Linked DNA regions of Mus musculus: regions 1, 3 and 4 are each linked to region 2. A link is a contact called in public Hi-C and promoter capture Hi-C data. All regions are on one chromosome and are shown on one strand. The core of a region is the stretch at or near the end of the contact, and the rest is flanking DNA. Distances in the headings are between cores, read along the strand shown.

Region 1 (5,325 bases), core at 1,543-4,042, 580 kb before region 2:
TTATATGGAGGCAAAACACTCATGCACATGAAGTAAAATAAATCTTTTAAAAATGATTGGGTTGAGGGCCAGGAGTGGTGGAGCATGCTTTTGATCCTAGCACTCTGAAGACACGGACAGGCAGATCTCTGTGAATTCAAGGTCAGACTGGTCTACAGAGTTCCAGGACAGCCAGAGCTACATAATAGGAGAATGGATAAGCAGAACATGCTGCCAGAGACCTTTAATCCTAGCACTATGAAGGCAATCACTGACAGATCTCTGAGTTTGAGGCTAGCCTCATCTACATAGCAAGTTCTAGGCCACCCAAAGCTACATAGCAAGACTTTGTAAAACACAGAACATAAAAAAGGGGGGAAGGGATGTTTGGTTTGGTTTTAAGACAAGGTTTCTCTGTGTAGCGATGGCTGTCTTGGAACTAGACCTATAGACCAGGCTAGCTTCGAGCCCAGAGATTTGTCTTCCTTTACTGGTAGTGGGAATAAAGGCATGCACCACCATGGTGTGGCTTAGAATGAGTTTCTTTTCTCTTGCCCTCTCTCTCCCGCTCTTTCTCTCATACACACACACACACAGCAAGAAAGGGGATTAAGGATGCTATTAGCATTGAAAAGAAAAAAATAAACTGTTTCCTCAAAATAAATTCCAAGAATCAACAAAACTCATTGAACCAACAAGATTATAACCAGTAACTCTTAACAAATTATCAAAATGTTTAAAGATGAGTATAATATCCATCAGCGTCCTGTAAGCCAACAGTGAGCAGCTGGATAACAATACCCAGTATGGCAATGCAGGTAAGAAGAGACAATGAAATATATACCAATTCAATAAAGTCCTCTAGGTAAGAACTACAATTTTTTTAAAAAGATTTTAACTGTTTTAAAACTTTCAAAAAGTTTTATTAGGAGCAAAGAGGAGATACAAATTATAGACATTTCCAAGAAAGGCAATGGGCCTCTTTGAGTGAGAGAATGCCAAGGGGCCTTACTTTGTTTTTTTCACACTTTTTTATGAAGATCAGTGTTTTGCCAGCACATATGCGGTGCCTGTGGAGATCAGAGGAGGCCTGGAGACTAGTTACAGGAGGTTGTAAATGGCCACCTGAGCACTGGGAACTGAATCAGGCAGCATCCTCTGCAAAAAACAACCAGGGCTTTTCACTGCTAAGCCACTTTTAAAGTTTTAAGAGTGTGTGTGTGTGTAGGGGTTCGTGCATTTGAAGGAGGTGCCCTCAGAGGCCAGAAGTGGAGATGGGATGCTCTGGTACTGGAGTTATAGGCAGTTGTGAGTCACAGAGGTGGATGCTGGAAATCAAACTGGAGTCTTTACAAGAGCAATACCCTCTTAAGCACTGAACCATCATTACAGACCATCCACCTCATCTTTTTGACAGGGTCTCATGATGTAACCCTGGCTAACCTGGAACTCTGCAGCTATGTAAACCAGGCTAGCCTCAATCTGCCAACCTCTTCCTCCCAAGTGCTGGGTTAAAAGTAGACTGACCAACCAACCCAGCAAGAACTATAATTTTTAACAACAAAAAACAAAACAAAACAAAACCATGCAGGGCAGTGGGAGACAATGCCTTGAATCTTGGCACATGGAAGGCAGAGAGAAGCAGGTGTATGGCTATGATTTCAAGGCCAGCCTCTACAGAGTGAGTTTTAGGCCAAAGCAGACCTAACAAAAAACAAAATAAGCAAAAAAGACAACAACAAAACCCCAACCAAACAAAAAGCAAACACAAAATAGTGATACCCCATAAATATGGCGATAGGAAGCTTCAGAACTGAACGTCATGTTTCCTCAATCTGCACTAAGATTTAAATAATCACAATATAAATCCTAACAACTTATGAAAAATTAAGAAACTGATTCTCAAGTTTATGTGGAGAGTGGAAAAAAACGAAAATGGTCCACACAATTCCAAAGAAACAGCACACAGACTTAAAGTGTATATATATAGTTATAGATATTATATATACACATGTTATATACACACACATATATATATGGGGTGTGTGTGTGTGTGTACCTTTTTTTGACAAAGTAGCAAAGGAAACTCAACAAAGGGCAGAATAGCAAAAGGTTATTAGCAGAACCGATGTCTATAGACAAGAAATTAAATAGAGTTTCACAATGTTGGGGCTGGAGAGATGGTTTAATGGTTGGGAAAACCGGCTGCTCTTCCAGAGGACCTGAGTTCAATTCCTAGTACCAACATGGCAGCTCAACAACAGTTCCAGAGGATCTGACATCCTCACAAAGACATACATACATTTTGGCAAAATACCAATGCACAAAAAATAATAATTTTTTTAAAGTTTAAAATTCACAGTATTAACTCAAGTTGATTGCTTTGACCTAAATGTTACATGAAAATTCAGAACTTCTAGAAAGTAGCAGAAACTAGATGACCTATTGTTTTACAACCTTCTGATGAGATACCCAAAGCAGGACTGTATAAAACGCCTGCCCCAGACAGAGCACCGACTCTTTCCTGCGCGAGGCGGAGCCTCCGCAGGGAGGCTCCGCGCTCTGCGCAGGCGCGGACCACGGCGAAGAGGACACAGGGCCCAGCGCCACACAGCACTGAATGCCGCTGCCGCCCCGCCCCAGCCTCGGGGAGGATCCACCACAGCGGGCAGGGACAGCGGCCCTTGCTCACCATGGCGCGGCTTCCGAACTCGCCCGCGCTCTCCTCACTGGTCCCGGCAGCAGCGCTCACAGCACAACACACCGCACCTCCCTGTGCCGCAGAGCCGAGCCACAATATGGCGGCCGTGAAGAACCCGCCTCTTGCCGCTCTCCAGTAGTCCTGATTAGACGGCACGGTTCTAGAACCTGATTGGCTACCAAAGCCTGAGTGACACTAGCTTCCAAAGCCGAAGTGTGGGATTCAAATGACAGCCATAGCCCCGCCCTCCTTGCTTCTAAGCAGAACTAGCTTCTCCCTGGTAAAGCAGTACTCCATCACCAAGTCGTCACTGTGCACACCGAGTGCTCATTGCAGCAATCCTGCTGCCTCACAATTAGAAAGGTGCTCAGGTCAGTTTTAATTAGAAGGTCAAATTATAACTGGACATGATGTTCTCCAGGCATCAGGAATTTGAGTAAGGAACATCTATGGTTTATACATCTGTCCCAGGTTGCACATTAACACAAGTATTCATTTCCTCTATTTTCATAGCATGTGTGTTCTTCCAGTTAAGATCTCTATCCAGCCGGGCAGTGCAGGCAGTGGTGGCACACACCTTTAATTCCAGCACTTGGGAGGCAGAGGCAGGCAGATTCCTGAGTTCGAGGCCAGAGTGGTCTACAGAGTGAGGACAGCCAAGGCTACACCAGAAACCCTGTCTTGAAAAAACCAAAACAAACAAACAAACAAAAACCAAAAACCTCTCTATCCTTCCATCTCACCCCCGTTTCTCCTCTCCAGGCCTCTACAGACATTCTAATTTAAACAAAAGCAAAAAGAAAAAGAAAAAGAAAATTGAAGACGTGGGTCAAGGAAATGACTTAGTAGGTTAAGCATGAACATAGTAGAAGAAGACCAACTCAGGAAAGTTGTCCTCTGGCCTCCACAAGTGTGTTCTTCACACACACATAAATATACACAGACACACACACACGTACATAGCCACTAAATCATCAGAACATTTTATTATTTAATTTTTGGTTTTTTGAGTTAGAGTTTCTCTGTGTAGCCCTAGCTATCCTGGTGTTTTTGTTTTTGTTTTTTGTTTTTTTGTTTTTTTCCAAGACAGGGTTTCTCTGTATAGCCCTGGCTATCCTAGAACTCACTCTGTAGACCAGGCTAATCTCAAACACAGAGGTCTACCTGCCTATGCTTCACGGGTGCTGGGAAAAAGGCGTTCACCCATTTTTACTAAAGAAGAAGTGGGGGAGTACTGGCAGTAGAAACAATAAGAAGGAAAAACCCAGCAAAGCTAATGGAGTCAATGAACAGATCAGTGAGTGGTGTTCAGTCGTGTAATGATTAGTCTTGATTGTCAAAGTGATAGGAGCAACCCTCCAGCATGTATGTAAGGGTGTTTCTAAATAGGGTAGTTGAGATAGGAAGGCTCTTCCTAAAAGTGGGCAGTATCATTACCTAGACCACAATCAAGGACCGACTGAAAAGAGGGAAGGAGGTGAGGGGATGGGAGCACTCTCTGTACCTTCTGCTCTTGTAGAGAACTTGTTTGGTTTACACACACACACACACACACACACACACACACACACACACACACACCCGTTGGCTCTTAACTTCCTGTAAATCCAGCTCCAGGGGATGAAATTCCTTCTTCTGAGCGCCTTCATGGCTCATGCATACTGAATTACCCATACATGTAAATAAAAAAAATGTTTTTAAATTATCATTATAGAATATCTTTTCTCCTCCTATGAAGGTTCCGATTCTCCCTGTTTAAGATCTCAAATATCTCTGAATTATAACTATTCCTAAGACAAGATATAATAAAGAGAATATACCTAGGAGCCAAAGTTAAAACTCCGTGTTAGCGCCAGCTAACCATCCATGAGAACCAGCTCTCTATAACCTCTTCATATTTTTTAGAGAGGATCTCACTCTGTACCCAAGGCTGGCCTCCAACTCACAGGAAACCACTGGTCTCTGCCTCTCGTGTCTCTATAACCTCTTGGCTTTAGTTAGTCTGGGAACTTTTGAATTATGTTTGGCTGACAAAAGTGAATCCATGCTTGTTGTCTTTTTTTTTTTTTTAATGTTTATATGAGTACATTGTTGCTGTCTTCAGATACTCCCCTTCCCAGACACCCCTCCTGCAAAAGGTATTTAACCCCAGGCCTGCCCTGAGAAGTGGGGTATGGTTTTACTCATCCACTTTGTGCTATGACAATAAATGCCCTAAAACCATGGACTGCCTCTTTTCATCAGGATCTGCCGTGGGGAGCAATGGAGAAGCTTTCACCTAAAGAGCTGCCATCTACTCTCCAGTGGAAGGCCTCTCCGCACTCCCAGCCACCACCAAGACTAAACCACCACCGCCAACAAGCCAAGTACCTATCCCCCCCCCGCCCCCCCCGCCCCCCCCACCCTAACCAGCCGAAGCTTCTTTCTTTCCCCCTTGGCCCCGGCTAGATCCAGCCCATGGGCCCCCACTCTGTTCTCAGCTCTTCCAAGCTCCCAGCAGCACCTGGGGTCCGAGAGCCTGAGAAGCAGATAGTCCCGGCCTCCCAAGCCAGCTCCCTGGACTTCAGACTGCGCTTCCCCAACCCCAGAGTGGTGTTCGGAGGCTTCCCTACAGCCTGACACCTGCCCAGCAATGGCGTGGGGTA
Region 2 (5,172 bases), core at 1,522-4,021:
GAGCCTACAGAGTGTCTGCCCAACAATAACAGGGCCCCGAGTTTGGTCTGCACTTCAAAGTAGTGAGCCACAAACACAACAGACACAGGACAAGTATACTATGCTATCTATCCAGCACAGGAAGGGCCTGGGACATTTATATCCACAGAGGCCACAGGACTATTGGTGGCTGAAGAGAAGCTGAGGGTGCAGGGACTCGGGATGCTAGGATATTACTTGGTATTAATGATGTTGGCCCAAAAGGCCACTGTGCTGCCAGCTTTCCAGGGATAAATGCAAGCTCCATGACCCTGCTTCAATAAAGCTGGGAGAGGACCTCCATTGGCCAACAGGAGGAGCTCAACCTACTGGGTGGGGGGTCCAGCCTCCTTGGACCCCCTGAACAAAGGCTGTGTGACCCATTTACCTCAAAGGACAAATAAGGAAAATCAATGTTTCTTGGTGGCAGAGGGCCCTGGGTATGCAAGGAAGGAGTTTCTCTCCACTTTCCAATTCTGTTCACTTTCTCCCCACAGATGCAGGTCCTCCGAATACAGGATTGAAGGCGCTCCCTCCCTTCCTTGTGATGAGAGGCCACAGGTGGGTGGCAGCTCATGGCTCAATCTATGATTTCAACTGGCGGAGCAGGGCACACCCATGTGAGCACACGCACAGCCTGAGTCTGCTCTGCACATTAGCTAGAGCTAAAAGACCTTGAGATGAAGCAGGCCACTTCCACTCGTCTCCCCAACTGCGCCATCACAGCCCTTCTCCAGGTCCATGAGGCCCAAAGGAAACAAGGAAGGTCTACCCAGTGGGGAGACTAACAGGAGGACTAGCTTGCAGGGCCACCTCACTCCTCCAGGCAATCTGCCCTCTCCCCACCTCCTTACACTAAAGGTAAACAGCTAGAAACAACAAGCTGGCACACCTGATCCGCATCGCAACAGGAGCTGAGTCAGCCCTCTCCTTCTATTCGGGCTGAAAATGAGCCCAAGTGGGTGGTCTACCCACAGGCATGACTCAACCAGCCAGCTTGAAGGCCCTCCCAGAATGCGGTCTGAGATCACTGCTGAAGACTGGTGGTGGCTCCCTAGCCCTAAGTACAGATGGACTACAAGAACACCTGTGGCTCTAGCCTGCAGCTCCCCCCCCTCCCCGAGAGAATACAGGAAAACAAAGCCAAGAGGTGCCTGACACCAAGCCAGCCATAGAGAGGGAGAGCATTTGATGGGGAGGCAGAGGGGGCCTGGCCCTGGCCCAACCTGAAATGCCTACATCGGCAGCCTATCATTCAAAACAAAAGCCCCTCCCCAAGGCACAGTCACCCATGTGGTACCCATTGTGGGTAAGGAACAAAATTCAAACCCAACTTTTCCAAGCAGAGCCTAGGAGTTACATAACACCGGTTTCAGCAACAGGCAACCCAGAAGGAAAAACAAACCGGCAGTCACCTCTCCATCCACAAAGTGGGCTATTTCCACTTGAGGCGACAAAACCCTGGCTCTGCTCCAGGGAACCCCTAACCCAAACTTGAACTTGAACCCTGGCTGGAGGGGGTGGTGGATGAAGTGGCAAAAGGGTGAGATGGGGTGGTTGGACTAGCCAAACAGGTGACCCTGGAGGGCAATGTGGGTCCGTCCAGAGGATAGCAACTGTGGACAGGTCACCTTAGACATACCTAGGAGGGGAGTGAGGGAAGCTCTGGCTTAAGCCTTGAGCCGAGCAGATCCTGCGCTACAGGAGGGACACTAATGCAGGTCACTGCCCAGCCTAGCAGGGTGGAGGAAAAAAGGACAGGTGGCAAGTAGCTGGGACAAGAGGCTGGGAATCAGAGAAGATGGTAGGTAGCTGGGTGGGCCAGAGCAGCAAGGACTAGGGCAGGTAGCAGGAACCTGAGTCAGGTGGCAATGACTGTGGCAGGTAGACCTGGAAGAGGTAGTTGGAATAGGGTGGAAGCAGAGATCTGGGAAAAGGGCAAGTAACGGGAACCAGATCTGGTAATAAGGTACCAGAGACCTAGGGCAGGTGGCGGGTACCTGGGCAGTTTAAACAAGAATCCAGGGTGGGTAACTGGAGCTGGCCAATAGGGACTTAATGTTTAAGGAGCCAGAGCAGGAAGCAGTTACCCAGGCTTGTTAACTGGACCTGAAGCCGGTAGCTCGGACCAGCGCCGTCTAACTGGGACCTGGCTCAGGTTCACAGGGGCCCAAGGCTGGTTAACTGGGATCTAGCGCCGCAGCTCCCGCGCCCGCCCGGCTTCCGGCGCCGCCATGCGCCGCTCAACTCACTTGTGCGTCGAGCTGGCCGGCCGCGCCGCCTGCGCCCGCTCCGCCCGGGCCTCCCGCGCCGCCGGGGCCGCCGGGGGGCGTCTGCGTCTGGCTGGGAAGGGTGAAGTCGGTGAATTCGAACTCGGAGCCCTGGGTGTCGGCGCCGAGCAGCTCGGCCTCCTCAGTGTCCAAGAAGGTGAGTGTTTGCGAGCTGGGGCCGTACGCCTCCACACTCATCCTGCCGCCCGGGCCGCGCCTTCAGCGGGCGCCTCACCGCACTCGAGCCCGAGGCTTCGGCTAGGCCTAGGCCGTAATCCGGAGTAGCCGCTGCCGCCGCCCTGAGAGCCGGGCGGGCTCCGAGTCGGCCTCCGAAAGCAGAGCCGGGCCGCCGGTTCTGAGCTCTGAGTTGCCGCCGCCGCCGCCGCCGCCGCCGCCGCCGCCGCCGCCGCCGCGCCCCTCCGTAACGCTGCTCGCCTCAAAGCCGACCGCCGCTCTCAGACCCCTGGACAGGAACCGCCGTCGCCGCCACCGCTGCGGTGCGCGTGCGCGAGCCGGACGCCGGCACAGATGCGCGTGCGCGAGTCCGACGCCGGCGCAGGCGCGCGCGTTCCTCCCGGAAAGTAGCCAACCGCACCGGAGCACTGGGAGCTAAGCGGGAGGGCGGAACTCGCCGTGCGCCTGCGCGAAGAGGCGGGCCTTCAACCGCCTAAAGGACCTGGGCTCGCGAACTTGGCCCCGCCCCAACTGCTGCCTAGCGGTGCGCATGCGCGCATGCGACGTCCTCACCTCCGGGCTTCAGGGCTGGATGTTCGTTAGGTGCTGATTGAGGCTCTCTCCAGAAGGTTTTGGGTGTGGAGCCTGTGGCACGGGGACCACGCACCTGCACTCCTTGAACCTTAGTTACCCCGTCTGTCACTTGGCTCGTGGCCATTCTCAGTATTCATCGATTGAATAAATGAGTAGGGAGCGGGGACTCTGCCAAATGGTAGTCACTGCTACCCCGAGCACTCCTGAAGCCTGTGAAGATAAATGCTTCTTTTGTCTTGCGATCAAGTCGCACTGGTCCGAGCTAGCCTGGGAATCGCTGAGAAGGGGTCAGGTCCCCTAGAACTAGTTATGAATGGATGTGAGCTCCTCTTGTAAGCGCTGGGTGCACAACTCTGAGCCATTTCTCCGGCCTGTTTTGGTTTTGATTGAGGGTCTCACACTGTAACCATGGTTGGTTTGGAATTCGGGGGAATCCTCCTGCCTCAAAGTGCCTGGTGGTGGGGTGACAGGTGTACATGCAATGTTGACCACGGAACTAAGGGCTCTTGTGTGCTAGGCAGAAGCTACCAACTGATGAGCATCCACAGCCAGCTGCGAGACTTAGAGAAACACTCCTCCCTGGGTTTCCTTCCCACTCTTCAGTGGAGGAAGTGTAAGTGTTGCAGCTCTGAAGGGAAAGGCATTCCCCCCACAGAAGTGTATCTGCTCTGCTTGGGCAGGGGGAGGGGTGGAGGTGGTTCCCCAAAGTGTTTCAGCTGTGCTCCAAAAGATCCTGGCAATTGGGAGCCAAGAAATAGAACAAAGTCACAGCACACAACAAACCTAACACGAGATTTATTGCGAGGGAAAAACCCAGGAGGGTGGCTGCCTCTGCTTGGGTGGATCTCCCAGTAAGGACACTCCTTAAAATCCAAGCACTCAGGAGTCGAAGGCAGGGAGATCTCTGTAACTCTGAGGCCAGCCTTGTCTACAGAGCGAAGTTCAGGACACCCAACATTACATCATCTCAAAACACACAAAAACAGATGCTGAGTGTAGAGGCGCAGTCTCCCAGGACTCTGGAGATGGAGACAGAGCAAGGATTCAAGGTCATCCTAAGTTGTATAGCAAGTTTGAGGCCAGCCTGAGGTATATTAGAACTTGGCTAAAAAACACAATGAAACAAACAAAAACAGATAAGTAAATGTTCCATCAGGCCAAGGATTAGTTAGCCCAGTTCGCTGCAACCTTCCATAGAGGGACAGTAGTGCCTGTAGCCACTGCTCAATAAAAGGTTCTCTGTTGCTTTGTTGTTTTTCAATTCTTAGTACATTTATTTAGTTGTGTGTGGGCACACTTGTACATGCACAGCACATGTGTGGGATCACAAGACAACCTACAGGTATTGGTTCTCTCCTAATAATGGAACTCGGATTTGGTGACAAGCCCCTTTACCCACTGAGCCATCTCATCAACCTCTTGGGTCAGTCAACAGGATATAAGATTAAACCACCAGAGTCCAGACTTCAGTTGTCTTTTTGGAGTAGGATCTTTGAGAGTTCGAGACCAGCCTGGTTTAAAAAGTGAGATTCCGGGGCTGGTGAGATGGCTCAACAGATAAGAGCACCCAACTGTTCTTCTGAAGGTCCTGAGTTCAATTCCCAGCAACCACATGGTGGCTCACAACCATCCCTAACAAGATCTGGCGCCCTCTTCTGGAGTGTCTGAAGACAGCTACAGTGTACTTACATATAATAAATAAATAAATCTTTTTTTTAAAAAAAAAGTGAGATTCAGGATAAACAAGAGAACCATTGTCTCAAAAAATTAAGCCTGGCGGTGGTGGCACTCGCCTTTAATCCCAGCACTTGGGAAGCAGAGGCAGGTGGATTTCTGAGTTCGAGGCCAGCCTGGTCTACAGAGTGAGTTCCGAACAGCCAGGGCTACACAGAGAAACCCTGTCTCTAGAACCCCCCCCCAAAAAAAATTAATTAAATCTTTAAACAAGACAAGTAATTGCTCAAGACCTCTTCTCAGGCAGGAGTCCTCCAATCCTGCATGTGGCACATGGTGTGCTCTCAGTCCCACTGAAATCGGTGGAAAAGAATTAGCCGGGCGTGGTGCATGCCTTTAATCCCAGCACTTGGGAGGCAGAGGCAGGCAGATTTCTGAGTTT
Region 3 (5,690 bases), core at 2,956-5,455, 520 kb before region 2:
CTTCTTTGAGCACAACTACTAACAAACTATGATCAACCAACCACACTACCTATGGGGCCCTAGCATTCATACACCCTTGAAAAAGTTTCCAGAATTCTAAACATCACACAACCACAGAAACTCTCTGCAGTTGGCAAAACTGTGCCTCATGTTCCAAGGTGATAGCCCAGGAACCTCTGCAGCCAGGTGTTCATTAAGGACAGTGTCCCTGAAGCCAGGTGTCCATGAAGGACAGTGTCCCTGCAGCCAGGTGTCCATGAAGGACAGTGTCCCTGCAGCCAGGTGTCCATGAAGGACAGTGTCCCTTTCCTACCTCCTAGGAGCTCCAGGCATACTGGACATGGGTCACTTTAGGGATGGGTGGAGGCAGCCAATTGAATCCTGATTTGGGGACCTCTGATGGCCTGCAGAAGTCAGCTCTGTCACCTGTCCTTAGTGGCTGTCCTCCATCAGCACCATCCAGATGCTATCCAGGGATTTATCTTGTCAACCTTTACATTTTATTTTCCCTTTTCCACTTAGAGGCATTATGCTTTTTTGTTCTTTGAGACAGGGACTCACTGTGTAGCACTGGCTGGCCTCTAACTCACAAAGATCAGCCTGCCTCTGCCTCCTGAGAGCTGGGATTAAAGGAAAGTGCCTTGTGATTTACAGATTTCTGCACTTGCGTGGATGCACCTCTGCATGTGGAGGCTGGAGATGTGTCAAGTCAGCCCTGAAGGCAGGGCCACCTTAGTCAACATAGCAGGGTCTCTGTCACATCCAGAGCTCACCAATACAGCTAGTCTCACTGGGCATCTTGTTCTGAGCAATCCCCTGTCTCTGCCCTCCAAGGCAGGAGATATACTCAGGACACTGCTCCTGTCCCCACTTTTATGTGGATTTCTGAGGTTCTGAATTCTGGTCTTCAAACTTGAGTAGCAAGCGCTTTAAAAAGTACTGAGCCATTGCCCTAGCCTGGCTTTTCCTTGACTTCTCTGCTGTGTGACATCAAGCTTTTGTCTCTTTTAGACCATTGGAACTTACAGTCTTCTCCCTCCCCCAGATCAGGCCTGTGCAGTGCTGGGCCACTGTCTGACCTTTTGTACACTCTGGGCCCACCTTAAAGGCTTCTATTACTTCCTGTGGCTGGGGCCAAGCCTAGGGTTTTCCTTGTGCTTACACATTTGAATTTCTTGCCAGGCACCCCCGGAAGTCTCCATCTTCCCCATGCCCCGTCGCCCCCATACACACATGCTGCTTGAGTTTCCTCTTCAGTAAGAACAAAAGGCAGATGACTTGACTTCGCAGTCACACTGACCCTTCACCAAGCCTTCACCTGAATTCTGTCTCTGAGCAAACATTCAGGGAGGCTCTGTATCTCTAGAGAGGGATTTGTGTGTGTGTGTGTGTGTGTGTGTCCCTTTTTAGGACTCACAAACAAGAGAGACAAAAGGCCTGTGAGAGTTCTCTGTCTTGGGGTACACCTGAGCATTGATATTCGGCAAAGTCTTCATTCTTTAGCCATGTGCTAGCATTTGCTAGACCTGGAATGCTGGGGTTGGAAGGAAGGACTGGATCTAAGGAACTCAGCAGGGAGAAGCGCTTCCTGCCAAGCCTGGCAACAAGAGTTCAATCCCTGGACTCATGGTAGTAGAGACCCAAGTCCTGAAAGTTGTTCTCTGACCTCCACACTTGGGCTATGATGTACAAACACATCACACTTGTGCTGTGGTGTGTAAACACATTGTGTGTGTGCATGCACGCACACACATACACACAATGACAAAATTTTAAAAGAACAAACAGGTTGAGGTCACTCCCACGTTGGATCTTGATAAAACAATAGAGTTAACTTCTCCAGTGGAGAAAGGTACTGGATTCTAGCTTCCTTCCTGCCATCTACACAAATCTACACTTTTCATCTGTCCCCCCACCCCCCCCAAGCCTGGTAAAAGGGAAACAGAAAGGTTTAGGGAAAGGCACGGTGGAGGGATAACCTTTTTGTGCACTGTATAAAGCATGTCTTCCTATTACCCAGATGCTGGTTTTGTTAACACCCCTCTCTCCCCTTCTGACTGGTTTTAATAAAAAGCTGTTGGCCTATAGTGAAGCCGGAGACTGCCAGCTCCGGACTTGCAGGGAGAGATTGAACTCTGAAGGAGTCAGGCTCTAGAAGCCCAACATGGAGGAAGAAGCAGGCTCCAGTACTAGAGACCGAGAGGTCACAAGCCATGAGGCAGACATGGAATAATATAAATGTGTTAGTAGAAGTTGTACGAGCTAGTTGGGAACAAGCCTAGCTATAAGGCCTAGGCATTTATAAATAAACATGTCTCTGTATCTTTATTCAGAGTTGGGGTAAGCATGGAAGGTCCATACGGTTATAACAGGATTCTGGTGACCAGCCAAAGGAGACTATGCTCGAGGGGCCCAGGACTTATGGGAAACAGTCATACCCCTCCAGGCTGGATATGGTCATTGCCATGTTGAATCAAGAACTGCGTTCATTCATGCATGACCTCACAAGTTTGGACCACTAATATGTTTTTGTACAAATACAGGACATATGCATAGGACCACTCTCCTCAATAAAGATTATAGACCCATAATGAAGGTGGGGGAGGGAAGATGATACATTTCTGCTGGAGCTGCCCATGCATTGGGGAGGAACCTCAATAAAGTCCCTGGTTCACAAAACTGGACTTGAGTGAAGTTGTTTCTTTGGTCAGGTTAACTTCTTATCCCAGAGCAGTTCCCCAGAAAAAGTCAAATATTGCAGACATTGATGCTCTTGAGGTCAGAAGAATTCTTTTTTTTTTTTTTTTTTAGATTTATTTATTATTATATGTAAGTACACTGTAGCTGTCTTCAGACACACCAGAAGAGGGAGTCAGATCATGTTACAGATGGTTGTGAGCCACCATGTGGTTGCTGGGATTTGAACTCTGGACCTTCAGAAGAGCAGTCGGGTGCTCTTACCCACTGAGCCATCTCACCAGCCCAGAAGAATTCTGAGGAGTCATAGAGTGGAGGACCCTGAGGGCTGCTGGGAGAACCCCAGGGCGGGGGGTGGGAGGGACTGTGAAAAGGACCAGAAATTTTGCGGAGCCTGGGACTCAGGTGTGAGAGGCCTTGAGGAAGAGGCAGGACTGGGGAGTGGGAATTCTGAGGAGCTGTGGGGAGCTATGAGGAGGAAGACCCACAGTTCTGAGGAAGTAGCCAGGGCAGTGAGGAGAGGGGAAGGCACTCTCAGTTACCAGTGAATTTGATATCAGTTTGAACTATATGAGGCACTGACTCAAGACGCTGAAAATTTAGGGTACAGATATAGTTAGGTTGGTAGGGTTTTGTCTGGTATGCTTGCTGCCCTGAATTCCATCCTCTTCACCACACAAACAGGGCCCTGTGGCACACAGCACTCATCCCAGCACTTAGGAGTTAGAGGTAGAAGAAAGTTCGAGATCATGCTCCAATCATAGCAAACTCGGGCAACCTTCATTACATAACAAACTTGAGGACAGCATGGGCAATAAGAGACTCTGTCTCAAGTTATTTTTGAAACAAGGTCTCTCTGTATAGCCCTGGCTGTCTGGAAACTATGTAGCCTAGGCTAGCCTAGAGCTCACAGAGATCCATCTCCCTGGTGTTGGGATTAAAGGCATGTGTCGCCTTGCCCACCCACAAATTTTTGAAATTTTTGAAAAATATGAAGATGGGGAGCAAACAGTGAGGATGCAAGCCTCTGAGGAAGTAAACTCAGATGTGAATGACTGTAAAGAACCCGGGCCCTGTGAAGAAGTGATAACCTAAACAGATCCAGGACTAAAGAGAAGGCAGAGGCACTGGAGTAAGCAAGGGACGAGGGCCTATGATGGGGAAGGTAGCCATAAAGTGCACCAGACTTAAGCAAATGCAGGCGGTAGTCGTTACCATGGCAACCCCAACCATGGGGTTCCTTTCTTACTGGCAGTTGAGAAAGGAAGTTTCTAGCTAGTCGCTGAGGAGGGGGAACAGTGCATGGTGCTGATTGGTGACGGCGCCCACAGGGGGCGTGTCCTGAGGGGTGGGAGGATCAGAAGAGAATTCCTGTTTCCTAGACAACCCTCAACCCTCAGCAGCCGTTGAGAAGCTGTTTGGGGCGCATCGCGAAGGAGAGGGTGATGCACGGCGAAGATAGATGAAAAGGGCGTTTTATTGGCTAGTGGACTTGAAGGAGGCGTGGTCCCTGGGTCTGCGGCGGTTGGCTGCTGCGCAAGCGCGAGAGCCCGGCGGGACCTGTCCCTCTGCGCTCGCTCGGGACTGTAGCCCATGGCCGCCCCTCTGCGTCCCGTGCCGCCACAGCCCGCCCCGCGCCGCCTGCCGACCACAGCTCCACTAGGCCATGACACGAGCGACGTCCTGCAGCAGATCATGGCCATCACCGACCAGAGCCTGGACGAGGCTCAGGCCAGGTGCGGCTCCCGGGCAGGAAGGGAAGGGGCGGAGGCGGGATGAGGATGGGACAGGTGCAGCTGAGCTTGGAGTGATGGACAGGCGGAGTGATCTTGGGCCAGAGGGAATGAAGGATACAAGAATTTGTCCTGGACTAAAGGGTGACTTCGTGAGGAAAGAGGGTATCAGAGTTATGGAGGTAAAAGCCCGGCCCTGGGAACAGGAGACATTGGAAGGGTTAAGTGATCTATTATTGGCGGACGCGTAGGGTTGGGGTAGGGCAAAGACCGCAAGTTTGCAAGTCACACAGTGGAAGAGAAGCTACTGAAGAGCCTGTACTAGAATGATCTGATACAGGATCCGTTGAGAACTTTCAGGAACGGATATGGGGAGCTGGGTGGACATAGAGGGCACCCGTCTTTTTATAGTTTTTATTTTCTCTTTGTGTGTATGTGTGTGTGCTCCCGACATGTGAGTAGAGATCTCCAGTTCTTTGGGAGTGTAGCGAGTACACTAAACCACTAAGCTCTCTCTCCAGTGTACCCACCCCCAACCTGGCAGGAGCTTTTATCACCAGGCTTGCTTCAAACTCATCATTTTTTTTAAAGAGTCAGTTATTTTATGTATATGAGTACACTGTAGCTGTCTTCAGACACACCAGAAGAGGGCATCAGATCCCATTACAGATGACTGTGAGCCACCAAGTGGTTGCTGGGAATTGAACTCAGGATCTCTGGAAGAGCAGTCAGTGCTCTTAACCACTGAGCCCTCTCTCCATCCCTCAAACTTATTAAAAGATAACCTTGGAAGGATCTTTGAGTTCGAGGCCAGCCTAGTCTGCAAAGCGAGTTCCAGGACAGCCAGGGCTACACAGAGAAACCCTGGCTAGAACCATCCAGAGACTCAAACAAACAAACAAACAAACAAAAGATAACCTTGAACTCCTGATCATGCAGTCTTTACCTTCAGAGTGCTGGGGTGAGAGTCATCCGCCACCCACTAACCACATCCCAAGGATTCCTTTTCTTTATATTTATTTGTCTGTTTGTTTGGGAGAGGACCTCATGTTTCCCAGGCTAGCCTGAAACTCTCCATACAACACATACAGTCCAGGATGATCTCCTGCCTCAGCCTCCCTGAGTGCATGTACCAGCACACCCAGCTCGTGTGATGCTCAGGCTGAACACAGGGCTTTGTGCATGCTAGGCCAGCACTCAGGGACCCATTTTAAAGCATTTCTTTCATATATGTGTGTGATGATGTGGCTTTGTGTGTAT
Region 4 (5,382 bases), core at 2,279-4,778, 520 kb after region 2:
CAGCTCCTTCTGTTTCTTGGCATCAGCGGCCGCCTTGGCTTCAGCCCTCCGTGCTCGGGCAGCTGCCGACTTGCTGTTCTCGCCCTGGAACTTCTTGGGCATCCCTCAGCAGGCTGCAGGAAGGACACCGTGGAGGGGCTGGACTGTGACTAGGACCCACCCATCTCCAAGACTTTACAGACTGCTTGCAAAAGCGATTTTTTAAAAAACAGGGTCTCATTATGTAGAGCAGGCTGGCCTGACATGATCCTGTCTGACCCTTGGACGCTATTAGGATAGCAAGGAGCAGCGAGTCCCTCAAGTCAGCATTTCCTCTCATTTTATTAACATATATAACAACTCTGTACCCACAAAACGTAGGCAGGGCCTCCACAGGGCGGAGGGAGCTCCACCTGAACCTCCACACTGGAGGACAGGGGCTCTAGCCCTGAGCCATGTCCTCACCCCTCCCTGGTGATTCTAGGAAGGGGCTCTACTGTTGTGTTTCTTCTGAGGCTTTTGAACAATTTTTTAAAAAAGATTTATTGCTGGGCGGTGGTGGCACACGCCTTTAATCCCAGCATTGGGAGGCAGAGGCAGGCGGGTTTCTGAGTTCAAGACCAGCCTGGTCTACAGAGTAAGTTCCAGGATAGCCAGGGTGTCTTGAAAAAATAATTAATTTTAAAAGATTTATTTATTTTATGTATGTGAGTACACTGTCGCTCTTCTCAGACACACCAGAAGAGGGCACCGGGTGCCATTGCAGATGGTTGTGAGCCACCATGTGGTTGATGGGAACTGAACTCAGGACCTTGTGCTCTTAACCACTGAGCCATCTCTCCAGCCTACTGAAATAATTTTTTTAAAACTATAATTACAACGTTGTGCAAAGACCAACACTGCGTACTCCAGAAGACTCCAATCCTATCAGCTGTCACTTCCGTTCCTTGCTCCAGCTCCTGAGCTACTTCCCCTCTGCCTGTCCCTGGAGGTATTTCCGGTTAACAGACTATTCACCATGTGGAATTCTGTCTGGCTGCTGTCACTCAGCACTGGGTTTTGTGTCGTGTCAGAGCCTCTGGTGGCATATGTTGTATGGAGCATATCTAACCGTCCACCAAGGTATGGGCTTTTACAAGTCACAGTGTACTGGAACCCTGCAAGGTGGGTGATGGCTGTTGGGGTGTCCTATTTTAGACTGTGTAGATGGGGGACACTCTGTGGCCTGTGAGCCTACACTGGACCCCACCAGATGAAAGGACACACAGCCAATGTGCCTGGAAGAGACATTGTAGTAGACTGACTCCACGGTAGGCCCCCAGAACCTCAACTGTGGGGTGCTCAGGCATCCCCAGGGTAAGTGACCAAACTGAGGAGTCTGGCCTTCAGGTGAGGGGAGCACCCCTGTTCCTGTCAGGTGTGGTGGTGTGTCCCTGGGAGGCTGAGGCATGGGGACCAGAAGTTTCAGGCCATCTTAGCTACACAAAGAAAGAACCACACCCAGCATGCACTGGCTCAAGGGCTGCAGCCCACTGGGCCTCAGACTTATGCACCGAGCTCCCGCCCAGTGCTTCAGAGTGAGGGAGACAGTTCTGAGTGGCCGGGGACCACCAGGGAATTCCCACCCTCAGGCCCTCTGTTCCCTCTACAGGAGACCCTGTGCATCCTATCAGGAGACACTCCCCACAGACAGCTCAGAGCATGCAAAGGTCCAGTGGCAGGAATGAGGCTGTGTGTTCATTGGGGTCCATGGAAGCTCTGGTGGGTGAGTGAGGGGTAGGAAAGAGGAGGGGGCAGGGCTGGGGACACACTCCTATCTGGCTTACAAAGTCCCATTCAGCTCCCGTGGGCACTGCTGGGTGTGAACACCATGTGGGCAGGGATCATGAGAGCAGGCTATGAGGCCAGTTCATGAAGGGTGAGGGCCCTGACTGGCTCCTAAGCACTGTCTGGCCTCAAATGGGCCATCAGACAAAGCGCAAGGAGGACCGTGGCAACTTGGGTCCCTGTGGTCAAGGCGCTCCTGTTGGCCTCAGTTTTCTCATAGGGATGCTGTGAATTCTGACCCCGTATCATGGGGTAGGCACCCCAGCTGGACCCCAAACAGTCCCTGACTCCCAAGCTCCTCACTAGGTCTTCCCTGTGAGAGGCACACCTGCCTCGTTTGAGCCTTCAAATACACCCACCAGCCCTGCCCTCAGGACCTCACACCCAGCCTGAAACTTTCCATCCTCCTGCCTCAGCAGGATGACAGGCATGCAGCATTATGCTGGGCTCATGTTTCTCTTCTAACCCAATAAACTCCTGCTGAAACTTCAGGGCAAGGCTGGCTGGGACTAGAGGCATGGCTGCCACGCTGGGACAGGTGGATACCTCTAAGCTCCAGGCCAGCCTAGGCCATACAGAGCATCCCTCAAGAAACAAACCAGGGTGCTGGTGAGATGGCTCAGTGGTTAAGAGCACTGACTGCTCTTCCAAAGGTCCTGAGTTCAAATCCCAGCAACCACATGGTGGCTCACAACCATCCGTAACAAAAATCTGATGCCCTCTTCTGGAGTGTCTGAAGACAGCTACAGTGTACACACATATAATAAATAAATCTTGAAAGAAAGAAAGAAAGAAAGAAAGAAAGAAAGAAAGAAAGAAAGAAAGAAAGAAAGAAAGAAAGAAAGAAAGAAAGAAAGAAAGAAAGAAAGAAAGAAAGAAAGAAAGAAAGAAAGAAAGGAAGAAAGAAAGAAAGAAAGAAAGAAAGAAAGAAAGAAACCAGTTCAGGTGTAGCACCAGAGAAGGCCGACCAAGAGCTCCTGACGTTCCCAGACCGGAAATTTCTCTTTAAGGCATTTGGTGGTGGCGTTGTGGGTGTGTGGGTGTGGAGTGGGTATCCGGAGTCATTTGTATCCAGAAAGAGCCTCGGTATCTTGCCCAGGCTATCCTGGAACTCAGAATCTTCCTGACTGAATGTCTACTGTATATATGTCATTTAACAAACCATCGTCATCAGCAAGTTGGGGGCATTAAGGAGTCCGCGAGCACGGACAGCAAAGGACCCTCCTCACTAGGGACCTGATCAGATCCGCACCACCACCTCAGTTTCCGGACCTACCTAGGGTCCGAGGCCGGGCATCGTGGGCCCACGCCTGTGATTCCAGCACTTAGCAATGCTGAAGTAGGAGAATTACACTGAGTTCGAGGCAGCCTAGACTACAAAATGAGCCCAGGACTCTAAATAATCCCCTTCGAAAAGTGCCTACGTGGTTCCCCATGACTGCCAGGCCGCGCGGCAGGAGGAAAGTGACAGAAAACTCCTACTCCTCCTCCTCCAGGAAGCCCTCCCGGCTCGACCTGGGCCGGAAACTGGCTGAACTCCCCGCGAGCTTCTGCGCCTGCGCGCTGGGAGCACCCACCACCGGGCACCCCATCTCCAGTTCCGCCTTCCCGCCGGCAGGACCCCCAGGCCGAGCCGCGCCCGCCCAGCGTGCCCCGCAACCCGGCTCCGCCCGCGCCACAGCCGTTCCTACCTCTTCCCCCGGCACCGGCTCGGTCGCGTGTCAATGACGTCGCCGCGCCTGCGTACTCAACTTTCGGTGGCGCTCTACTCATGACGTTCTCGAATGCCGCCATCTTGGTAGAGTCTGTAGGAGTTTTTCTCTGAGCCAAAATACTAAACCAGTGTTGCCAGCTCTCCTTCTTTCCAAGCAAAATGTTTTCAAGAATAACACGTTATCGGCCCATCTCAGATATTGGTGAACAAAAACGGAAGATAAACGCTAAACTCCATAACGGTGACCTCACCAAGATGGCCGCTGCCCGGAGAAAAGATGGGGAGGCCGGCCCCAGCCCTGTGGCGACGGCCGGGATGTGGTTGCTGTGCCACCAGGGGGCGTCAGTGGCCCACCCGGGGTGCGGGCCTGGCTGCTCTGGGCTCTTTGTCAGGCCAATGGCTCCTCCAACTCAGGGCAAAAGTGAGAAGACATCCCTTGCCCTGTCTGAGTCGGGAAACTGAGGGTCAGACGGAGTAGAAGTTGGATTAGACTAAATGCAACCGACATGGCCGTCATGGTGTCATTCATTCCAGCACTATGGGGCCCGAAGCAGAAGGACTGACTGCAGACCTAGGCCGAAAGTGACACTATCTCAAAAATAATTGAACATAACTGAATTGCTAAATAAATCACAAGCCGGCGCGGGGCGGTGGTGGCGCACGCCTTTAATCCCAGCACTCGGGAAGCAGAGGCAGGCGGATTTCTGAGTTCGAGGCCAACCTGGTCTACAGAGAGTGAGTTCCAGGACAGCCAGGGCTACACAGAGAGATCCCAGCTGCTCGGCGTCCGCTGCTGCCCGAGTCAGCCCCCGCCTTGTTGCTGAAGCCGACTGGCACTGCTTAATCTTTTGCTTTTCTTTACTCCCCCCTCCCCTAGTTCTTTTTTGATGCTTCTGTTGCTTCATTGACGATTAACTTCATCTTAGTCTGCAATACTTAGGATTTTGTGCATCTCTGACACAGTTACTGCCACATCCGGTCATCCTTGGAGTTTCTGGAGCCGTGAATGACCCTGAACTGGTCCCCCTGCCTCATTGTCCCAGGCGCTGGAATGGCAGGCATGGCCCTGTAGGAAAGAAAGCAGAAGGTTCAGTTCGAGGAGTCTATTACTGTGAGCGGGAATGCAGAGCAGGAAAGATGGCTTTGCGGGAAGAGGCGCTGCCCCATCCTCACCCTAACAGCAGCCGGAGCTGGCTCCCCGTCCGTGTGGTGGACTTTGAGAAGCACAAAAGGAAAGGCACACAACTCTCGGCGTGGTGTTTCAGTTTGTGGACTGCTAATGTTGGCTTTCTTGGGCCTTTTGCAGGTGATCAGCCTCTGCAGTGACTGCACGGACCCCAGAGGAGGATGGCCTCCTGTTGAGCCCAGCACACAGTACTTCTGTTGCTATGAATAGGTTCCAATTGTATGAGGATCACAGGAAAAAATTAGCTGAACAGTACCTGGTGTGGTAGCACTGGGTGGGTGTGGTGGGGCTGAGGCAGGAGAATATCATGAGTCTGAGACAGCCTGGGCTACAAAGTAAGATGCATCTTTTAAAAGCAGGTGCTGGGACTAAGAGTGCTTGTAGCTTAGTTGGTAGAGAGCTTGTGGCTCAGTGGGTAGACAAAGGCCATAAGCTGGACCTAGTGGCATCCACCTGTCACCAGGACACAGCTACAGGAGACCCTGAATCAAAAAATCAGCCAAACAAACAAACAAACAAAACCCAGAATGCCGGGCACATGGTAGGAAGCACACACCTTTGATTCCAGCACTTGGTAGGCAGAGCCAGGAGGAGCTCTGTGAGTTCTGGGCTAGTCAAGGCTATATAGAGAGACCTTATTTAAACAAACAAACAAACAAACAGAAAACTGAAAAGT

Evidence for each region. Promoter capture Hi-C pulls out the DNA fragments that hold promoters and counts their contacts. A called contact is a pair of places that touch in the nucleus more often than the background predicts.
Region 1: a contact with region 2 is called in a promoter capture Hi-C map of pre-B cells. The contact joins the promoter of Zfp866 here to the promoter of Upf1 in region 2. A contact is called at or near these places in 2 of 39 promoter capture datasets (liver and pre-B cells) and 1 of 9 other capture datasets (liver).
Region 3: a contact with region 2 is called in a promoter capture Hi-C map of liver, with 6 times the contacts expected there. The contact joins the promoter of Pbx4 here to the promoter of Upf1 in region 2. A contact is called at or near these places in 4 of 39 promoter capture datasets (hematopoietic stem and progenitor cells, liver, neutrophils and 1 more) and 1 of 115 datasets of contacts at active chromatin or transcription factors (pancreatic cancer cells).
Region 4: a contact with region 2 is called in a Hi-C map of CD4 T cells, with 9 times the contacts expected there. The contact joins the promoter of Ccdc124 here to the promoter of Upf1 in region 2. A contact is called at or near these places in 2 of 39 promoter capture datasets (liver and pre-B cells), 1 of 484 Hi-C or Micro-C datasets (CD4 T cells) and 1 of 115 datasets of contacts at active chromatin or transcription factors (memory CD8 T cells).

What each region holds. Positions count from the first base shown.
Region 1 is chr8:69,772,119-69,777,443 of GRCm38.p6, forward strand. Zfp866 (zinc finger protein 866) reads right to left here and starts at 2,793. Exons shown (of 4, transcript NM_177899.3): 1 at 2,672-2,793. The coding sequence starts at 2,674.
Region 2 is chr8:70,350,508-70,355,679 of GRCm38.p6, forward strand. It overlaps Upf1 (UPF1 regulator of nonsense transcripts homolog (yeast)), which reads right to left and starts at 2,772. Exons shown (of 24, transcript NM_030680.3): 1 at 2,271-2,772. The coding sequence starts at 2,486.
Region 3 is chr8:69,828,419-69,834,108 of GRCm38.p6, forward strand. It overlaps Pbx4 (pre B cell leukemia homeobox 4), which reads left to right and starts at 4,206. Exons shown (of 8, transcript NM_001024954.2): 1 at 4,206-4,433. The coding sequence starts at 4,291. Lpar2 (lysophosphatidic acid receptor 2) reads left to right here. Exons shown (of 3, transcript NM_020028.3): 3 at 1-2,684.
Region 4 is chr8:70,869,962-70,875,343 of GRCm38.p6, forward strand. It overlaps Ccdc124 (coiled-coil domain containing 124), which reads right to left and starts at 3,529. Exons shown (of 5, transcript NM_026964.3): 1 at 3,498-3,529; 2 at 1-113. The coding sequence starts at 102.